Linked DNA regions of Sus scrofa: region 2 is linked to region 1. Evidence: chromatin contacts called from public Hi-C data. All regions are on one chromosome and are shown on one strand. The core of a region is the stretch at or near the end of the contact, and the rest is flanking DNA. Distances in the headings are between cores, read along the strand shown.

Evidence for each region. Hi-C and Micro-C count contacts between places; a contact is called where the count stands out from the background.
Region 2: a contact with region 1 is called in a Hi-C map of subcutaneous adipose tissue, with 1.6 times the contacts expected there. The contact joins the promoter of LOC100515824 here to the promoter of STAG3 in region 1. A contact is called at or near these places in 3 of 47 Hi-C or Micro-C datasets (embryonic fibroblasts, epiblast stem cells and subcutaneous adipose tissue).

Annotation. Positions count from the first base shown.
Region 1 is chr3:8,171,485-8,177,158 of Sscrofa11.1, forward strand. STAG3 (cohesin subunit SA-3) reads left to right here and starts at 4,424. Exons shown (of 33, transcript XM_021086217.1): 1 at 4,424-4,790; 2 at 5,443-5,625. The coding sequence starts at 5,453. GPC2 (glypican-2) reads right to left here and starts at 4,364. Exons shown (of 10, transcript XM_003124340.4): 1 at 3,732-4,364; 2 at 2,937-3,095; 3 at 2,290-2,612; 4 at 1,436-1,516; 5 at 522-684; 6 at 151-281. The coding sequence starts at 3,897. It overlaps LAMTOR4 (ragulator complex protein LAMTOR4), which reads left to right. Exons shown (of 8, transcript XM_013995418.2): 8 at 184-306. The coding sequence ends at 201.
Region 2 is chr3:8,491,691-8,497,198 of Sscrofa11.1, forward strand. It overlaps LOC100515824 (insulin receptor substrate 1-like), which reads left to right and starts at 2,846. Exons shown (of 2, transcript XM_013995453.2): 1 at 2,846-3,546; 2 at 3,736-5,508. The coding sequence starts at 3,141. The coding sequence ends at 4,868. It overlaps LOC106509647 (a long non-coding RNA gene), which reads right to left and starts at 3,472. Exons shown (of 7, transcript XR_002342293.1): 1 at 2,570-3,472; 2 at 2,069-2,248; 3 at 465-594.

The sequences.
Region 1 (5,674 bases), core at 3,174-5,673:
GTCATCCTGTGGACAAACCCACACTCCAGTCGCCCGCAACACCCCAGTTTATCCGGAGACCCTACGGTGACTCCCTGACACCCCACTTTCCCCCGACTCATCTCTCTCCTGTCCTCCCTCCAACCCCCTCCCTTCTCCTGGCCCCTGTACCTGGGCTGACACCCCCACACTGTTTTCCTGCAGATGCATCAAACCTTCTGAGATCTTCGCCCCGATGGACTGGGCTGCTAACTCAAAGGAAAAGGGGCCCTGGATCTTCTCAGCCAGGAGCAGGAGACCATCTTGAAAGAGAGGAAGAGAGAAAAGGTGAAATGAAGGGACATTCATTTCTGAGATTCTCACTGAACTGGGAAGTTCCCACAGATCTGGCCCGGAGGGAAGCAGCAAGTCTTAGATGGGGGCAACTCACAGGAGAAGAGCCCCGTCCTCTCCCCTCAATGCTGCTTAAAACTCCCTCCCCAGTCCCCACTGTCCACCCCCACGCAGACAGCCCCCTCCCAGGCTTTCCTGAATCCCCTCACCCAGGTAGGGCCCCCAGTCAGGATCCAATCCCTGGCTGCCGATACAGCCATGGGCCACGTTGAGGCAGAAGCCCCGGCAGGGTGGCAGCGAGGGGACCCCCCGGCAAAGGGGGCAACCTGTCAGACGCATCACAGCCCGCCTGCAGCCTTCGGACATCGGCATCTGGGAGCAGAGAGCAGGGCTGTGTCATCCACAGACACCGTGGCTACCTTCAGCCAAGCCTGGTGCCGGGCACGGAGAGAAACCAAACCTCCCACCCCACTTTTCCCAAGCTCTGCACGTGAACATCTAGAGCTGGGCATGAACATCTAGAATTGATGACCCCATGCGGCATCAGGAGTGATCCCAAGACTGCCACAGATCTGAGGAGGGAGCTTCCTAAGGGCCAGGGTGCAGACACTGCTTCTTGGGAAAGATGGAACTAGAAGGGTGGTGGGGGTGAGGGTGGGGGTCTGAGAAAAGGTTCAAGGAAAAGAGTGAGCCCATCCTGGTTGTGGAGAAAGGAGACTGACGATGCAGGAGGTAAGGCTGGGAGGTTAGAGAAGAATGGGCAGTTGAGAAAGGGCCTTGAAAGCCAGGCCAGGAATCTGGCCTCCAGCAGCAGGGAAGAGGGAGCCACTGAGGGGTCCTGGGGAAAACCAGGAGGGCCAGTACTCCAATCTCAGAGATGCTCGGAGCAGGCCCCCAGCGTATGGCAGGGGTAAGAGTCATCAGAGGGTCAGAGGTGGGAGGAGGTCAAGGGTCATAGCACAAGGGAGACGCTAGCCTTCCTGTTTTACTCGGGGATGCCAGGGCCTTGAGGCTGATATGGGAAGGCCCAGGCCCTCCCTATCCTGCCAGTTGGCACCTGACTCTTTCACATGGGGCCTCTCCTACTTCTTCCTCTCCCTCCCTGGGCCCTGCCGCCTCTAACCTTAAGCGTTTCGCTGACCACATCTCTTCCAGTCTCCAGGCCCTGGACAAAGGCCCGGGCAGCTACCAGGGCCCGAGTTATCTGGGGAAGAGGAAAGAAGGTGAGAAAAAGCACAGCATTGTCGAGGGTCCGTCAACACTGGGGCCAAGAGACTGCACCAAGGGGATGAGCAGTTGGGGGTGAGGTTTGTTGGGTTATCTTGGGATTCTTAGGAATGTCAAGTGGCAGAGGGAGGCAGGTTTGAGAGGCTCAAAGGAATCCTAGTCTAGAAGGATCAAGAGAAACTGGGCTTGGGAAGAGGTGGAGGGATTATGTTTTGCAGGGCTTGGAGTCAGAGAGACTTGTATCGGAACAAATTCTGAACTTGATGCTGGGAGACCTGGCTATGAAATACAGCTCTGCCACTTATTGGCTGTGAAGCCTTAACCTCTGGGAGGTTCAGTTTTCTCGTCTATAAAATAGGAATGCTAATATCTACCTTGTCAAGTTATGATTTCAATTAAATGAGATACTATAAGTGAAGTCCTTCTCAAATATTGTGTCTAGTTCTCAGTTGAACCAGAGGAAGTCAAGATCTTAGGGATTAGGGAGGAGGTGGCAGAAAGGGGGGGGGCAAGAGCAGGTAAGTGGATCAGTGACTTGTGTGAAACTAGGACACAGAATGGCAGGGGGGTTGAGAGGGGCATTCAATTAAAGCAGACCAAGGAGCACTGAGTTAGGCTGAGGTGACAGCGGCTCAAGGTGGGGGTCACCTTGCCATGCAGGGATAGGGGGTGACTGGGTTAGAGGTGAGTGCACAGTTCAGAGGTCACTATGTCAGAGGTAGCTGAAGCTCAGGCCTTGGGGCCCCTCACCTGCAGGCGGAGGCGGCGGGGTGAGTCCCCGAAAGGCTTCAGAGAGTCATCAGCAGAGGAGGCCAGGCGTGTGAGGCAGAACAGGTAGTCGGGGGAGAAGGTGTACTGTGGGTGTAGCAGGGGGAACATTTTCTCCAGGAGCTGAGCCCAGAAATCCACCAAGGCATCATCTAACCCCGCACCGGACCTCTCATAGTAGTCCCGTAGCCGAGAGAACAGGCCACTGAATAAGAGGGTGTGCTGGGCATACAGGCGGCCGAAGGAGCGGTGGAAGAGCAGGGACAGGGAGTGCTCAGCTGATGACAGCATCTCCCGAAAAACATCTGTGGCAAGTGCAGAGAAAGGGATGAGAGGTGGGGTGAGAGAAGGAAGGGAAAGAGAAGTAGCAGAGGCAGGAAGAGATGGGCATGAGGAGAGAAAAAAAAGGCAAGTGAGTTAGAAATTAAGCAACTCTCAGAGTCCTGGGCAGACTGGGGATGGGGCGGGGTGGCAACAGGACCCTGAGAGAACCTAGAGTGGGGATGTCTGGACTAAGCCAGGGCCAGAGGGCCTTAGGGATGGAGTAGGGCATGGGGACAGGATGCTTGCTGGAGTCATGAGCACAGAGAGGAGGTGTGATGCCGCGTTTGGGGATGCCAGGTCCTCACCATCAAATTTTCTGTGCCGGGCAGCCAGTGTGTGAACCAAGAAGGAGCCGTTCTCCTCTACCAGGCCTCGGAAGGTGGTCTCAGTCTCCCAGGTCAGCCTCTGCTCTATTTCACTGGAACAGCAGGTGTACTCCTGGGGACAGATCCGGAGGTGCTCACCTGGACAGGGGAGACATGAAAGAATGGCAGGAGGTGATGTGAAATTCCTTCCTTCTGCCTATCTCTGGCAGCCAGTCTTTCTCTTCCACCTGCCTTGTTTCTTTTCTATTGTCTGCCACCTCATTCCCACCTGGCCCTACCCCTTCCTTATTGTCACCTCGACCATCGCAGATCCACTGCCATTAGCTTTGGGTTCAAGCAGGGATGGGCCGATTTAGTGATTTAGAGGGTCCTCAGGTAGCCTCCCTAACATGGCACACCCCAGCCCTCTAAGGACTTACAGGAGGGCTTCAATGGGAAGAATGGGGTTTGGAGGAGTGGGGTTACTCGGGTACGAAAGAATTATCACAGAAGGGGCTCAGAGAAATGCCAGGGGGAAATTAGGATGTAAAGAAAGAAACAGGGGTGCTAATTACTAGAAAGGGATTCCTGGGGTGGGGGTGGAGTAGAGAGCTATTATGTGAGGGGTGTAACTGTGATCCTGGTAAAGAAGTTCAGGAGAAGAGACATTATTACTATGAGATGAAAGGTTATTACAACGGCTACTCTTAAAGGCAAGAGAGTCATGAGATGAGGAGGACCGGCCCCCGCCCTCCTCCCTCGCCCCAATTCTCTAGTCTTCCTCTTTCTCCTCACCTGAGATCAGGGCGGGAGGGAGTAGGCTTAAGCTATATCCCCGGGCCCCCAGGATCTGCCGGGTCTCAATGCAACTCCGGGTGACCTTTGCCTCGATACCAGGTCCAGGACCAGGACCGGGACACAGAGGCAACAGCAGAAGCAGAAGAGATCGCAGAGCGTACATAACTGCTGCCACCTCGGGACGGCAAAGTGGGTGCTAAGGAGGAAAGAAGAGCCCCTCGAACTCGGGAAGCCGGTTCTCTGCCGCGGGACCGCCCTGTCGGCCAGAGAAAGAGCGCGACCTCCGAAAACTGAACACTGGCAGAATAGAGGGACCAGGAGGCATCTGCCGAGACAATGGGAGCTGGGAGCCGGACAGGGGGCGGGAACCGAGGCGGGGGCCCGCCAATAATGGTTAGCAGCCAGCCTCAGGGGCGGGGTGAAGAGAGAAATTAAGCCAATGTACTGGGGAAGCTCAGCATGGGGGTGGGACTCGGCCGGACTGAGGGGGTTGGTGGGGGAGGGGCGTGGCCCTCCTCAGGGGCGTGGCGATCCCGTTCGGAAGGCGGGGCCTGGTGGAACCCAGCCTATGGCAGTTGAGAAGCCAGATTAAAGGCGCTACTACTAGCCTAGTGTGAACCCCGGCCAGTGGAGAGGGAAATTGGAGGCGGAGGGGCGGGGGCGGGGCCGGGGCCCGGGCGGGGCCTGGACAGGGCTGGGAGGAACCTCAGCCAAACCAGGCGGCCAACGCGCCGCAACCCACGTGACACGGAGGCACGCTAGACAACTTGTGGTCACACGAGGCTGTGGGAGCGGCCTGACTGGAACGTGCTGAGCACGAGCTTGCACACGCCCAAGCCTCGCGACAATTGTCGGCCCTGAGACTAGCCGTTGGGCTCGCGCCTGCGCACAACGCAGCTCGCGCCTTCCCGCGTTTTTCTGGATTCTTCCACCGCAGGAAGGGAAGCGGTGGGCGCCTGTCCAGGACGGGAGGGGACTACAGAGACCCGGGGGACCCGAGGCAGTGGCTTTTCCTCAACGTTGCTCCGCCAGAAGTCGCTGTTCCGGGCTCAGACAGTGAGACTTATCTTTGACCCAAGCGTTCACCCTTTCCGTTAGCACTCTGACTTTGAGAGGGGACCCTCTCTCCTCTGTACCTCAGAGACCAGGAACCCAAAGGGCTGGTGGTCGCTCCTGAGTGGTTAGACGGCTCCTGAATCCCAAGAAAAGAGGCCTGGGGTGGAGCAGAGGTCCCCCCGCCGGCCCCCCTTCTGGAAAAGTGGAGAACGCAGGCTTTCCCTGAGTCCTTAGGCGTTTCCGCTAGGTTCTCAGGGCGCTTCTGGCGCAAAAGCGTTAAGCGCGTCCCACTTGGTCCTTGGGCATCAGGTTCTAACGTTGTAGAAACTCAAGTCTAGGTGCTTTTAGGGTTTTGGTTTTTGTTGCTGTTTTCGTCTATTGTTTGTAACAGGTGAGCTGGTTCCACAGCTGCCCTGGTGCGCGCCTTGCTCCGAGCTTGGAGAGCAGCTCTGAGGCCAAGGTCGGCGTCGGGGGCGGGGGGTGGTTACCTCCCTGAGGCCTCAGGTCAGGGCTCTTTCGCCGTCTGGCTTTTGGTGGGTCCCCCGCCCCCCACCCAGTTCCGGAGCACTTCTCTTGGAAAGAAAGGGGTCGTAGGGGCCAGGGCTGGGGACGCGGTGGGTGGACAGGAAGCCTTCCCTCCCTCTCCTCCCAGCTGGACCAGCATGCCCACCCTGCGGTCATCCTCCTCCCGGCCCCAGAGCTCCTCCTCCCCCAGCAGCGAGTCCTCCCCGCTGCAGAGAGCCGTGGGGCCTGGGCCGAGGGGCTTGTCTGCGTCTTCTAGTTCATCTGTCTCCGTGCCCTGTGATGACTGGGACTCGAACCAGGCTTCAAAGGGGTGAGTGGAGTCAGTGAGAAGCCATTGCATTGTCCGCAGCTTTCCCTTT
Region 2 (5,508 bases), core at 1,596-4,095, 320 kb after region 1:
CTGTTTCCCAGGGATCTTGGACTGCTTGGTGCCTGAACCCAGGGACCTCCCTGCAGTCCCCCCTCCACGCCTCCCAGTCACTGTGTCCTACATGGACCCCAGCCAGCTCACTGGCCAGGGCAGGGTGATCGGGCAGCGAAGTTGAAGTTACGCTGGGTCAGCCTCCGACTCCAGGGCAGACAAAGCAAGAGTTCCCTAGGGAATAGGCTGACACCAGGACTGCAGCAGCCTCTGGGCACCCTTCCTCCAGGCAGGCAGCAAGGATGGAAAAATCCCCGGCCTGCAAGGAAATGTCCAAATGACAGGCTGTCTTCCCCCTGCCCTGCGGCCTCCAGGGCCTCCTTGCAGACCCTGCCTGGTGATTACAAATTGGGACCCACACTGTGAGACTGGAAGGACACCTGCACTGCCACCAGGCTTCTGACCAAGTCCTCATGTCCCCATGGCCAAGGCTGTGACCGTACCCCGCAGGCAACAGTCTTCTGATTTGAGCCCAGCCTTCAGCGGGTCCCCAACAGCTGCCTCTGTGGATGAAGAAGCAGGAGCTGGTCCCCAGGACCTCTGTCAAGCTCTCCATTCTCTCCACAGTGGAACCTGGTAGCCATGCGGCGGGGGGGGGGGGGGGGAGAGGGGGGATGAAGAAGGGGATGGCACTGTCCCTGAGTCCCCCTCCACAGAGGAGTGACAACTTGGGATGGAGGAGAGAGGGCCACAGGAGAAGATCCTGGCCTTAGTGCCCCAGTCTCCTCCCTGTAGGTGCCTCTTTGGTAACAAGTCTCCCGCAGGCACTTGGAATGCGGAGATCTCGCCCCAAGGGCGCGCTGCACCTGCGCCCGGCAGGGACACGCAGGTGGAGCCCCTCAGGTTGGGGGAGGTGCTCTCACCCAGCAGAGCTGAGGTTCTGCAACTTCCTGTCCCTAGGGAGCAACCCTAGTTACCAGGGCAACAGGCTAAAATAAATCTTGTCTGGGTAGAGCCAAGGGCAATACTGTTGCCAGGGCAACTGATGAGGTCAGTTGTTGGGCTCCAGGCTCTTCCTGGTACCCAGCAAGCTAAATCACCTGGCACTGATTACCAACCCACTCGACCACCCGCCCAGGACCCAGGCACTGGGATCCCTGCTGCTTCCTGCTTTATATGTACCCAGCACTTAGAGAGTCAAAGACGCGAGGCGGTCTAGGCTGGTCTCTGTGACAGTGGCTGTGATTTCACAAGCACTGGACTGCTGCAAGGGGGACTGGATGATGGGAGCAGGAAGGAGTGGCTGTGAAGAGCCCTCCTGTGGGTAGCTTCAAATCAAGCCTGGGGAGGAAGGCTCCAGCCAGGAGCACAGCAGGCACGTGGGCTCCATGGGTGCCCTGCTCCTTAGGGCAGCACCAAGACTAGGAAAGGGAGGGGCCAGCAGATGTCTTTTGTGTTCCTGCCACTTCGCACATGGTGCATATGTCAAGGCTACACTGGAGGCGATGGCCGGGGACATACTTATGTCCTGGTGTCAGCTTAAGGATCTATGACATATCTGCCTCTCCCTGGCCAACACCTATTGATGGTGGAGGCTGCCACAGGCCCCCCCATGTACCACGTGAGCTGCCAGCACCTCTCCCGCACCTTAGAGAGGCGCTGGCTGACCTGAGAGGCACCTGGAGTAGGCACTGGGTACCACCTGCCTGCTGGCCAGATGCCCATCCTCACAATGCCAGGCAGTGCCCTGCATCATGCTTGCAACATGACCTGTAAAGGATGTTCGAGGATGCCAGCCTCCCTGTCCACTAAACCATTGGCTCCTCTGGTATCCCAGCTCCTTCCTCCAAGGCCTGGGTGGGAAGCCCCGCCAGCCCTGCTTGGGCTTTCCTGACCCTTGAACTAGTCTATGAAAACGAACCAGATGGCCTTGCTTCAGTACTCCTGTTACAGCTCCTTCCTCACCTGAAGGCACTCCTCCCCCAAATACCATCTTTAACTGGGGCCACAGCTGCCCCCTTCCCCTCCCCAACCCTCAGCTCCCCCAGGGCCCTTCAGGTATCCTGCTTGCCAGGACAGGGATATCATAAGGTCCTCTAAGGCCCACCTGTCAACCCGTGGTTTGTCTTGCAGAGTGTACACTGACCAGCGCCATGGCCCCCGCCGTCAGCAGGTGGTCCTTGGAAGGATCAGAGGCGGGTGTAGGGCGTTCCTGCTATGGCACGGGTCGCAGCTGAGGCTCGGATTTGATTCCTGTCCCAGGAACCTTCATAGGTGGCAGGTGTGGCTGAAAAAGGGGAAAAAAGAAATGGATGTAAAAGTGCCTGAATCCCAACCCCATTTCAAACTTCTTGGGATGCAAGGGGGCAAAGGGTACCCCCATGAAGACACCTCCTGTCACCCCAACCCTGCAGAGAACCTGAACCTCCAGCTCCACCGAGGTCAACTTAGCCCAGTGCTCGGCGGCCCTGGCTCCTAGGATTACTTGGAAAGGAAGAGAACAGAACCATTCTGAGCGGGACCGGGGAGGCAGGGGACACGGGTGCTGGCGGCCTAGAGCCGGAAGGGGGTCCCGCTGTAAAGGCAGCCGGCTTAGCAGCCCCCTTACCTCCAGGACTGCGGACGAGGCCGCCAGCGGTCACCACGGACGTAGCTCCACGCACACTCTCTTCACCTCACAGCTTTCTCCGCGCTCAGGTCGGGTCAGAAGAGACGCCCCCAACACCTCCCCGCCCCGGCACCAGCCCAGGCCGAGGCCGCCTCTCCCGCACTCGGCAACTCAAACTCCACGCCCACCGCGCGGAGTCCAGCTCCGGGGCGCGTGAGGGTTAACCTCGCGGGGGTGGGGACTTGGGCGCAGTCGGCGTTGGGAGGGAGGGGAGAGGAGGCGGCGGGAGGCCACTGGGTTGAGGCTCCGAGCCCGGCGGAGCCTCGGGTGTCTCAGGCCGTCGAGCAGTCACTGGGTCACACGCTGCGCGCAGCGAGGGGCCACTGCAGACCCCCTGCCCCAAACTTCAAGTCGGGAGCGGGGGAGAGAGACGCCGGGCATTAAGGCAGTGGCAGCCTGTCAGGACGCTGCCCCCTCCCCCGGGACCGCTACCTCTAGAACCCCACCTCGGCGAGCCTCTTCCCAGCCGTCTCCGCTCCTGCTCCGGCCACTTGGTCGCCTTTGGCCCAGGATGAAGCCCAGAGGCGGCGGCGGCGGCAGCCCCACGACGGCCCCGGAGTCTGAGTCGGCCGACGTGGCCCTGGGTCCGCTGTCGCCCTGGGCCTGCCCGGCTGACGTGCGGCTCTGCGGCCACCTTCGGAAGCACAAGTCCCAGCACCGCCGCTTCTTCGTGCTCCGCGCGGACCCGCCGCGCCTCGAGTGTTACGAGAGCGAGAAGAAGTTCCACGCCGGCCGAGCGGCTCCCAAGCTCAGCGTGAGCCTGACGGGCGCGTGCACCATCAGCAAGCGCGTGGACGCGCGCCAGCGCCACCTGATCTTCCTCTTCACCGCCGACCGCAGCCTGGGCGTGGCGGCGGCCAGCGAGGCGGAGCAGCAGGCGTGGTACAGCGCCCTGCTTGAGGCGCGCGCCGCCGCCGGTGAGGCCCAAGCCCAGGGTGGGAGGGTGGGGGGGGTGATCGTGGATTTGGCTTATCCGTAGGCTGTCCCTCCCCCAGGTCTCCGAAATCCAATCCAAAATGAAGCGTTTACGCGTTGTCAGTCCCCGGGGCACACTGACTCCAAGCTCCCGGCCCAGAAGCTCTGTGACCCGCCTGTTGTCTCTCCAGGGCCCAGCTCCCACGAGGACCCCGAGGCCTGGATGCTCGCTCCGTTTCAGGACATCTGGCCCGTGACGCTGCGGCCCAAGGGGCTGGGGCAGACACGAGGCCTGGGCAGCGGCGGCTACTGCTTGTGCCTGGGTTCCGGGGTACTGAGCCTGCTGCGGAAGCCCAGGGGCAGAAGCTCCAGGGCCACCCAGGCACCTCCGCCCCCAGCCCTGCGCCTGTCCCTGCTCAGCGTGCGCCGCTGTGGTCACGCAGACTCTTTCTTCTTCCTGGAGCTCGGGCGCTCAGCACCCACAGGTCCCGGGGAGCTGTGGCTACAGGCGCCCGATGCTGTGATGGCCCAAAGCATTCACGAGACTGTCCTGGCCGCCATGAAGCGAATCGGGGACACTGGTGCTAGTGGCAGGACTGAGCCACTGCCAAGAAAGCCCCCGACGAGGGCCCCCAGACCCTCTGAGACCCCAGCCTCTGCGGCTCAGTCAGGCAGCCTGAACCGTCTGGGGTGCCCTAGTGAGAGGAGCGAGCAAGCAACCCCTAAGACGCTGGCGATGCTGGGGGCAGCGGCCTCACAGCCTGAGGGGTTGGGGCGGGGCGGGGGCTACATAACCATGGGAGCCAGGAGAGACTACGTGCCCATGGGAGACGGGCAAGCCAGCAGCTACGTGGTGATGGCGCCCCTGGGCCTCCCTGCCTCGGCCAAAGCCGCTCCCCATCAGCCACCTCTGGATGGCGGGCACTCTGAATACGTGTCCATGAGCCGCTGTGCACCACGGTCCCTTTTCTTGAGCTCTTTGCCCGGTTCCTACAGGCCTGGGGCCGGGGAGCCTGAAACGGGGCTCCAAAGCCCTCCTCTGCGCGTCGGAGGCAGCTGGGGCCCCACAGGGGCTCAGCCCTGCTTGCAGCCGCCGTCAGAGCTGGCCGGGGAGTACGTGTGCATCGAGTACTCGGACCACGTAGCCACACCCGAAACCCCCGCCAGCTGCCTCAACTACGTCGACCTGGACCTGGTCCCTCCCCTGGAGGCGGGAGGCAACGCCCCCGGGGCCAGGCACGGCCCGCACAGCTACGCCCGCATAGAGTTCCAGAACTCTGGGGAGGCCCGAGGGAGGAGACCCTGGCAACCCCGTCTGGTTTAACTGACAGACGGAGACGGCGGGAGAAAACAGGGCAAAGTTAAGAGTGCTTTCCTGCCCACGCCCCTCAACCCCACAGACCCCTTCCCTGAGACGGAGAGGCTCTAAAGCAGAGATGTCCCCTAGGAGGTGTGACCCGCAGAGGCTTGCTAAGCTGCTTCTTGGGGCCTGGTGCCCACTCCGCCCCTTTCAGCTGTGCCGCCTGGGAAATCTTTGGGAGGAGGTTCCCCAAGAAGCTGGATTCTTTTAAGGGAGAAAATTCTAGAACTCTCCCTCCCCTTGAAAACAAACCCCCAAAACCTCCACAACCTCACAGATTTCTGGACATTCTCAGCCAAAGCCCTGATCCTGTTTCCCCCAGAGGCCCCGCAGCATCACTCCAGAGCCTTAAGTCAGGCCCCTGCCCCGGCCTCGGCTGCGGAAGATATGGACCTGGACCTGCCCCTGCCCCTCCCCCGCAGGCCCGCAGGGCTGGCCTGGTGTATCTTTGGAGCCAAAGAACCACCCCCGAGACATACACACACGTCCAGCCTCAGGGCTGAACTCCTGGGGCCCCAGAGCACCAGGAGTCCTACACTAGGGCCTCCCCAAAGTGAGGCACCCCCTTACTCCCTAGTTTCCCTCTCCCAACGCCAGCTCTGTG